Linked DNA regions of Rattus norvegicus: region 2 is linked to region 1. Evidence: chromatin contacts called from public Hi-C data. All regions are on one chromosome and are shown on one strand. Each heading gives the region's core, a stretch centred on a gene start, on an enhancer-like site or on the middle of the called end of the contact. The rest is flanking DNA. Distances are from core to core; before and after follow the strand shown. Region 1 holds the start of Rpl36a-ps18 (ribosomal protein L36A, pseudogene 18). Region 2 overlaps LOC134479863 (death domain-containing protein CRADD-like).

What was found. Hi-C and Micro-C count contacts between places; a contact is called where the count stands out from the background.
Region 2: a Hi-C map of liver shows a contact between it and region 1, with 3 times the contacts expected there. The contact joins the enhancer-like site here to the promoter of Rpl36a-ps18 in region 1. A contact is called at or near these places in 4 of 12 Hi-C or Micro-C datasets (kidney, liver and prefrontal cortex).

What each region holds. Positions count from the first base shown.
Region 1 is chr7:31,586,891-31,590,803 of GRCr8, forward strand. It overlaps Rpl36a-ps18 (ribosomal protein L36A, pseudogene 18), which reads left to right and starts at 1,585. Exons shown (of 3, transcript XR_010053686.1): 1 at 1,585-3,913.
Region 2 is chr7:31,735,931-31,739,832 of GRCr8, forward strand. All of the region lies in intron 3 of LOC134479863 (death domain-containing protein CRADD-like), which reads right to left. Among named protein-coding and RNA genes, the nearest start is that of Cradd, 100 kb to the right of the region's middle. Within about 2 kb of position 2,516, at least 5 of the 93 cell types and tissues checked have an H3K27ac peak or open chromatin away from gene starts, as enhancers often do. A contact at or near this core is called in liver, where this site is marked.

The sequences.
Region 1 (3,913 bases), core at 335-2,834:
AGGGAGGCGTCAAGGTGAGCAACTTCTCAGATGGTAGCGAGTTTGGGAACAGGAGGGACTCGGAAGGGATGGGCTCAAGAGCGTTTTAAGCAGTAAAAAATGGATTTGATAAAAAAAAAAAATAAAAGCAACAAAATAGTATAAGTACGAAAGAAATAGGATATGCAGAAGCGACTCCGTGGTTTCAGATCTTCGAGAACGGAGGTATCTTCATGAGTGTGTGTGAAGAGCTAGCTTGGAATATGGCAACAACTGCTCTGTCTGTCTGTCCTTCTCCAGTATAACTGGAGCTGGAGGTGGACGACTGGGTGTATCCCTCCTCCATGCAAACGTCTGTGCAGCTCAGTGTCTGTTGTAAGCGCTTGCTTAGAAGCTACCGAAGAGGCCCTGTGGCTCAGACTCCATTAATAGAAACTTCTCGAGAGTCGTGGGGGAGAGTGAGTTGGAGGGGACTGTCCCAAGCTTCCTGCACAACTGGTCTCGTCTGTACCCATTCATGGGGCTTTGAAATAGACGTGGACAGATGGCCGCTCATCCAGAGCAGGACAACGAGGGTGAGCCGGGCGTAAGCCACAGAAAGAATGAACTATGTTTAGCCTAAATAACAGGAATGAGAGGAGGGTTGTGGTGTGGCACCTGTCCTCAAATATCTTAAGAGGCATCCCTTTAGAATGCTCTGGGTGGTTCCCTTGGCTGGGGAGTTTTTCTCAAGGTTATAGCAGATGGGATTGGAGAGAACTAGTTCTTGTGACCACACAAAGTCTTCCTAGTCTTCCTAAGAATGACTTTGGGTCATTCACCCTTCAGAGTGAACATGTGGCTTACGCTCTCTACAGAAGGAAGAGGATGTTAGAAGAGGCTAGGACTTTCCTCCCAGCAAACTCCTCCCTTCTCAGTTCCTGTTCTCCACACCCATTATTCGCTCTCTTCTCCACCCATAATAAAACTGAGGCTTTCCCACGCTGTTACCTCAGTGTCTCTTTAAGAGGCAGAATTGTCTAAACTCTTAAAGGGATGCTTTAGTACAGGCAAAGAAAATTTACAGCCCAAGGCAATAGAATCCTTGGTGTCATATCTCCTGTCAACTAATGAGGTGACTTTGGTCAAAATCTGAGCTCCAGTTTCTTCAAACAAGGGGATTTAAAATTCCTTCCTGGTTCTACGCTTCTGTGACAAAACATTCTAAGGTAGTTCGCTTTTTTTTTTTTTTAAAAAAAGGAAGATATCCAAAACTTTCTTCTTTCAAGATCCTGCCCGCCGATGTGCCCGCCCACCACCCTCACTATCGATTGTTTGAAAGCCTCACTTCACTTCCCTCCCCATTATCTGGGTGATCTTTCTTCCTACTCCACTTGTCTAAATGCCACCCATCCTCCCAGTCTTAACGTAAAGTTCTCCTTTGAAGGCTAGTGTATTTGCTGTTTGTACACTGCCTAATTGGACAAGACTGAAGCATTTGTGGCAGGAAGCGGGTCCCTTGCTACATTCTCAGGACCGCCTTTATGCTTAGTAAGTATTGGTTAATTGCTGGCACAGCTGAGAGGCTCAATCTGTAGTGGCAGACCTGAGCAGCATCACAGTTGGTAAGGGTTCTGGGAGGTCAGCAGACAGCTACACTCTTCCTTCTCGGTCACATAGAAAAGATTGGCCTTGACAGTCCTCTATCCGGGTGAGTGTTTTAGGGCATAGTGCAGCACTCCAGAATAGTGGGAGAGATTCAGTTCTGTTTGACATACTTTATCTTGTCACCGGTCTGCAAATGCTCATTGGCAACGACCCTGTACCAGGCACACTGCTAAGTACTTTACATAAGTCACCTTGTTTGACACTCATCATAAATCCCATTACCTTGTTAATAGGAGGTTCCTACTGACAGATGGGGAAACAGACGCTCAGGGGAGTTAAATAACTGGTCCAGGGTCACTAGGAAAGAACAACGAAGCCAAGAAGAGTCAAACCCAGGCTTTCTGATGCTGGACGCTGAGTGCTAACCCAGGCCTCCAGCCATGCCTCCTAGAAGTACAGGCTTCTCCTTTCATCCTAGAAACCAGGAGAGACAGGTTAGAAGACATGTTATTGGAATATACAGGAACCATATAGACAAATGCAAGCTGTCGTGGAATGTCCCCGCCAGCGGGGACCCAGTTATTCAGGGTCCCGAAGAGGCTTTCTACCTGTGGGCCAAATGGGGGTGAAGAGAAGAAGGAGACCAAGCAAAAGTTCTGTTGTCAAGGTCTCGTTTATTGGGGTGAACGTTACAGCTTTTAAGGCTTTCAGGTAGGGGGAGTGTCCTTTGTGAAACACAGAGGAGGGGGAGATGAGGGTATAGGCAGTGATAGCTGGAGGCAAAGAGGTCAGGCGGTAGGCGATGAGGTCTGGTGGTGGAGACACTGGGTGTTGACTGAGGAGATAACTGGTATCTGCTCGAGCTGAGGCATCCCTTGAATGTTACCTTCCTGTGCCGTAAATTCATGGGAGAGTCCTCTGTCCAACAATCTTAAGACTTATGGCAGTCATCTTAGGGGTGAATATCTGTGGCCAAACAGCCCAGAGTCACCTAGCCACTTTGAGCCATGCAGTCAAAAAGCGGCTAGGCCCAAATCCAATACGGCTCCCTACAGTGGAACACACAGCAGGCCATGGGAAGGGTCCCAAGATGTCATGTGCATTTGGTATTTCCTACGACAAGCTGAGGGGGGCCGATAAAGCAGAGCTCTCCATACCAAGGGCATGAAAAAGCCCACAGGGTAAACAGCTGTGGGAAGGACATGACTGACTTATAAATGCAGATAGAGAGACGACAGAGGAGTGAGACTGGGGTGTTTCACTGGGGCCCAAGAACAATAGGTACTGTATGATGGGGTGGCAGTAGGAGCCATTGAAAGATTCTAAGCAGAGAACACTCATGTAGTAATCAGATGTTTGCATTAGAGAGATAAGTCAGTTTGTAATGTAAAGATTAAATGAAGGGGTGAGGTGGGGTGCACATGTCTCTAAACCAGCCTCCTTAGAAGGCAGAAGCAAGAGAAGGGTAAACTCAGAGCCAGCTTCATAAACAGACTCTGCCGAGAAAGAAAGGGAGGAATGTATAGCAGCCTCCTCCTTTCCTAACAGAACCCCCGGGGTTTGTTCAGAATTCTCTTCTTGTAACCATGGCCGTTAATAAGAATCTTCCGAGATATTCCGGAGAGGTTTTTCTCCCTCCTACGTGAAGCATGATGGAAGAAATGGCCATCCTATCTCTGACAACTTAGACTCTGAGTATCACACCGGGAAGGGATCCGGTCGACTAGCCGGAGGCTGAAGCTGCCACTTGGGGGAGTTTGAGACTAAGAGATGTAGAGGGTTCAGTGAAACCCGTGGTGTGGCCGATGTGCTTCTGCTCTGAAGCAGATCCTTGGAAGGAAGCTGCTCTCTTTGATTTGCTGACTTGGTATTTTCTTCTGGGATTGCTGCTACTGGCAGACCGAGAGGGAAGGTTTGCTGTCACCAAACGAAGCTAGCTTTTGTCCTTTGGCTGCAGATATCTCCTCTTGGCTTCCCAGAGAGCCAGCCCCACCACTCTGGTCCTCCCTATTTGACCCATGAGGAGCACATGAACTTTCAACATGCCATGAAACACCCCTTCCCTCCCAGTTTCTAATTCTGTTGAACACCAGTAAGATTTGGATGGGGGCGGGGGAAGACCAGTGAATTTAGAGTGCCGAGTCCCCTGGGATTAAGGCTGATGTTCTGTTACCTGGGGACCTGCCTATGGCTACATACAGTGTAACTTTAATTTTTTTCAAAGTTTATTTTTAGTGATGGTTCTTAAATGCTTTAACCTCCCTTTTAGCCCACCGCCCACCACAGGTAGTGGAAAAGAAAGGATACAGGGGTGGGGGAATGGGGGGTGAGTGGACCTGTTTAGTAA
Region 2 (3,902 bases), core at 1,266-3,765, 150 kb after region 1:
GCCCTGGTGTTTGTATCTGATGTTAATTCTGCTTCCTCAAGAGGGGCTGCGCAGGATGAAGGGTGGATCCATGTAAGGCGATCTATGTGAACCTTCTCCCCATTCTGACTGGTCAAATAAAGGCTAGAGCCTGTGATTGGGCTCTATCTGAAAGGGAAAGGTAGGATGTGAGGTCTTAGAGAGGAGGGATGATGATGGTGATGATGATGAAGAGGAAGAGGAGGAGGGGGAGGAGGAAGCCAATACAGAGCAGAACCACATGACCTGGAGAAGCTGCATTAGCAAGGGGTCTCATAGCTGGGAATGAATAAGTATAGTGATAGATTTGCCGAATCTAGGCATATAGCTTATAATAACTGGTTTGTGTGGTTTTAAATTCCGGCTTCTTGGGGTAAGAAATGACAACAATAGACTATAGTTGTCAAAGTATCACTTTTTTTTTTAAATTTATTTATTTATTATATATGAGTACACTGTAGGTGTCTTCAGTCACACCAGAAGAGGGCATCGGATCCCATTACAGATGGTTGTGAGCCACCATGTGGTTGCTGGGATTTGAACTCAGGACCTCTGGAAGAGCAGTCAGAACTCTTAACCACTGAGCCATCTCTCCAGCCCAAAGTATCACTCTTTTGAGGACAGTCTGTCACACTGAGTTGTGCCTGAGGGAGGCTGGGACAGCAAAGTAAATAGTCTCCGTGCTTTTCAAGTGAGTTGGTAAAGAATAGATACGCATCCTCATGGAGTGAAGAGAGATCTTGTTTTGGTATTTATGGTTAAGTGGCCTTTCTTTGCCGTTTGGTTACATTTCCAGTCTGAGGTACTTTCTTCCTCACAGCTGCAGTGAACATCCATTCTGACGGCCTTTAACTGCCTTGTGTGGGAGCCAGGCCGTGCAGCTTTCGCCCTAGACGGTGAGTTAGCCGACACTCGGTGTTCTAACACCGGTTCTGCAGAACTGCCTGCCGCGTGTGCACCATCTGTCCCTTCTTCCCTGCATGCACCTCCGGATAGCTATAAACATGAGGAAACAAAGAGCTCCACACAGAACAGAGGCGGTGAGAGACCGAATGAGCACCGGCTGGATTACTCCATGTCCGTTACCTTCTGTTGACACTGAAACTACGTGGGGGACAGAAAGCGAAGGCTCTGGCGTCAGAGGAAGGGCTCTCAGAGCCCAGCTCTGCCCCTTCCTAACTGTAAAGCCTTGTGCGAGTCACTGGACGGCCCAGCTATAAAATGAGATTACTGGGAGGGCTACTGGTGATTATGTCGTTACAAGGCTTAACTGCATCTGGTGTGCTGTAAGACTCCATGCTCAGCAGTGATATTTATCCCTCCATTTATATATATATATTTTCTCACTGGTCCCTGAATGTGAATAAAACTTTCTCACTCATTCTGACTGTATTCAGAGCCTTGATTTCCAAAGGACACGACAATGTTAGGAACATCCGTGCGGAATCCACACACTCGGTCAGACATCTGTAGGGCACAGATCTTGCTGGGAGCTTCGGGTGCTTTCTGCTTCTCAGTAAATCTCGTGGAGCAGAAGGCAGGGATCTTACACAGCCCGAAGCAAGGGCCCGGCAAGGCAGCTACTCGGATGACTGCTGCTCCTGACACCTAGTGTGTGACACATGACAGGTGACAGCAAGATCTGTACGTGCCCTCGGGCGCCCCGGGTTTTTACAAAAGGCAAAATAATTTTGTCAGGAAGCAAAGAAAATCCCAGCCTAGGGGAAGTTGGGGACTTTGTGTGTTTTGTTTTTACATTTGTAGAAGTTTATCTCATCATCATCATCACCACCACCACCATCACTATGACCTCCACCACCACCACCACCACCATCAGAATGGTCTTAAAAAAGTGTTTTTAAGATCTGGAGAGATGGCTCAATGGTTAAGAGCACTGACTGCTCTTCCAGAGGTCATGAGTTCAAATCCCAGCAACCACACGGTGGCTCACAACCATCTGTAATGAGATCTGGTGCCCTCTTCTGGCCTGCAATCACATATGCAGGCAGAATGCTGTACATAAAATAAATAAATTAAAAAAAAGTGTTTTTAAGCACAATAGGGAACTGAAATCACCTATTTCCCCTCAGGCCTTATTAAAGTATAAATGAATGTTACTTTTGGTTTGCAGGGTTTTATTATTGTATGAATGTGAGGCAGGGCTGCAACGCGTTTCCGTGTCATAGCAGCTTCCCTCAGACTGGGTCTTCACAACTCTGTGTTAAAAGGGACACCTATACCCACTCCCAAGAAACACAGAGGCTGTCCCACTTGCTTGGCCCTTATTTGTTGTTCAAAGTTTACCCACGAACAAAGTAAAAGACAGGTAAGTGGGTAAAACCACTGTGTGTGAAATAAGGAATATGAGCTCCAATTGTGGGCAAGTGGGAAGGTGGCTACACGGCTTGGTCTTCGGCATCTGGCAGGCGCGTGTGCGTGTGCGTGTGTCTGTGTGAAAACCTGGTTCCCCGCCTGGGGCACTGTACGGAGAGGTGGAACCAGCAGGATCAGGAGCGGAGCACAGCAGAAGGAAGTCAAGCCCTGTGCGGAGGGCCCCTCCCCACCCTTCCCGACCACCAGCAGACAAGGAAACCTCTCTGAGTCACCACAGTTTCCGAAAGAGAGAGTCAAGCACTTTCTTCACAGTGGTTCCACGGTGGGCGGAAACCTGACCTTTAGGCTTTGTCTTCTTCCTCTGAAGCAGGGGCAATAGGGACAAACGGGGCTCAGCAACGACTTCGACTTCGGAAGACATGGAAAAGGTGTGAAAAGAGAGGAGGAAAGTGAGAACGGGCAGAGAGTCTCTCCAGTTAAAGCCAGGCCTCTGACTGGGATTCTGCCTCTCAGACAGCGAAGGCAATTGTTTCTATCATGTGCAATTCTCATAAGCACGAGGGTAGAGCAGAGCCATAAAGAAATTCATGACCTCCTCACCAAACACTAGGACCACATTCAATCACTCTGATCTTACCTACGGCCTCATGCGGACCTCTTTGCCTTTAATAGAATGTGTTCTTTCCCTTTATCTCTTGTTTATTCGTTGACAATTTCATGTGTCTACAAATGTGTCTTGGGCCTCTTAGTGGACTATTTTTAAAGGAAAACTCAGACACCCTTTGAACTCATTTGTAAGTATGACTAGTAGACAAGAACTGGTAAGGGTCATCTCAGTACCATCAACACTCAGAAATTATCAAGTATCCCTTAATAACACAAAGACTGTATTCCGTTTTCTCCTAGTGTTTTAAAAGAAGGATATTATACAGCTAGTCTGTATGACTTAAGTTCCAAAGAGGGCTAGCATCTGAAGCTAGTTAATAAATCTCCTTAGATCTGGCTTAGTCCCTTCTCTACCTTCTTCTGGAACATTTACTTGTGGGTGTGATGAATCCAGTTGTTTGTAGAACTTCTATATTTGGGCACAGACTACCTTAAGTCTTATAATATTAAACATGATCTCCTGCCCCCTGTTTTTCCTATAAATGACTATGGTGGATCCCTCTTACCAGGAACAGTTGTCTACTGCTAACCAAAGTGTGAAAATATTACATGGGAAATCCAGACACGAATAATTTGTATGTTTTAATTTGCATGATACCGTGACTAGCGTGATAAAGGTTTCTGATGCTCTGCTCAGTCCCCTAGGGGCAAGTCACAAATGTGCCATTGGCCCGGCAGTCTGGGCCCATATTGATTGACTTATGGTTCATGTTCCAGTATCTTTTACTTTATAATTTGGTAATGGCCCAAAACGCAAGGTTATGGAACCTAAAGATTTGAAATGCAGAAGAGAATCCACACATGCATCCTTCTGGTGAAAGAGTTAAACTTTCAACTTATTTTTTTTTTTTAGGTGCACAGTGGTCGGTAAGATGTGTGAGAAC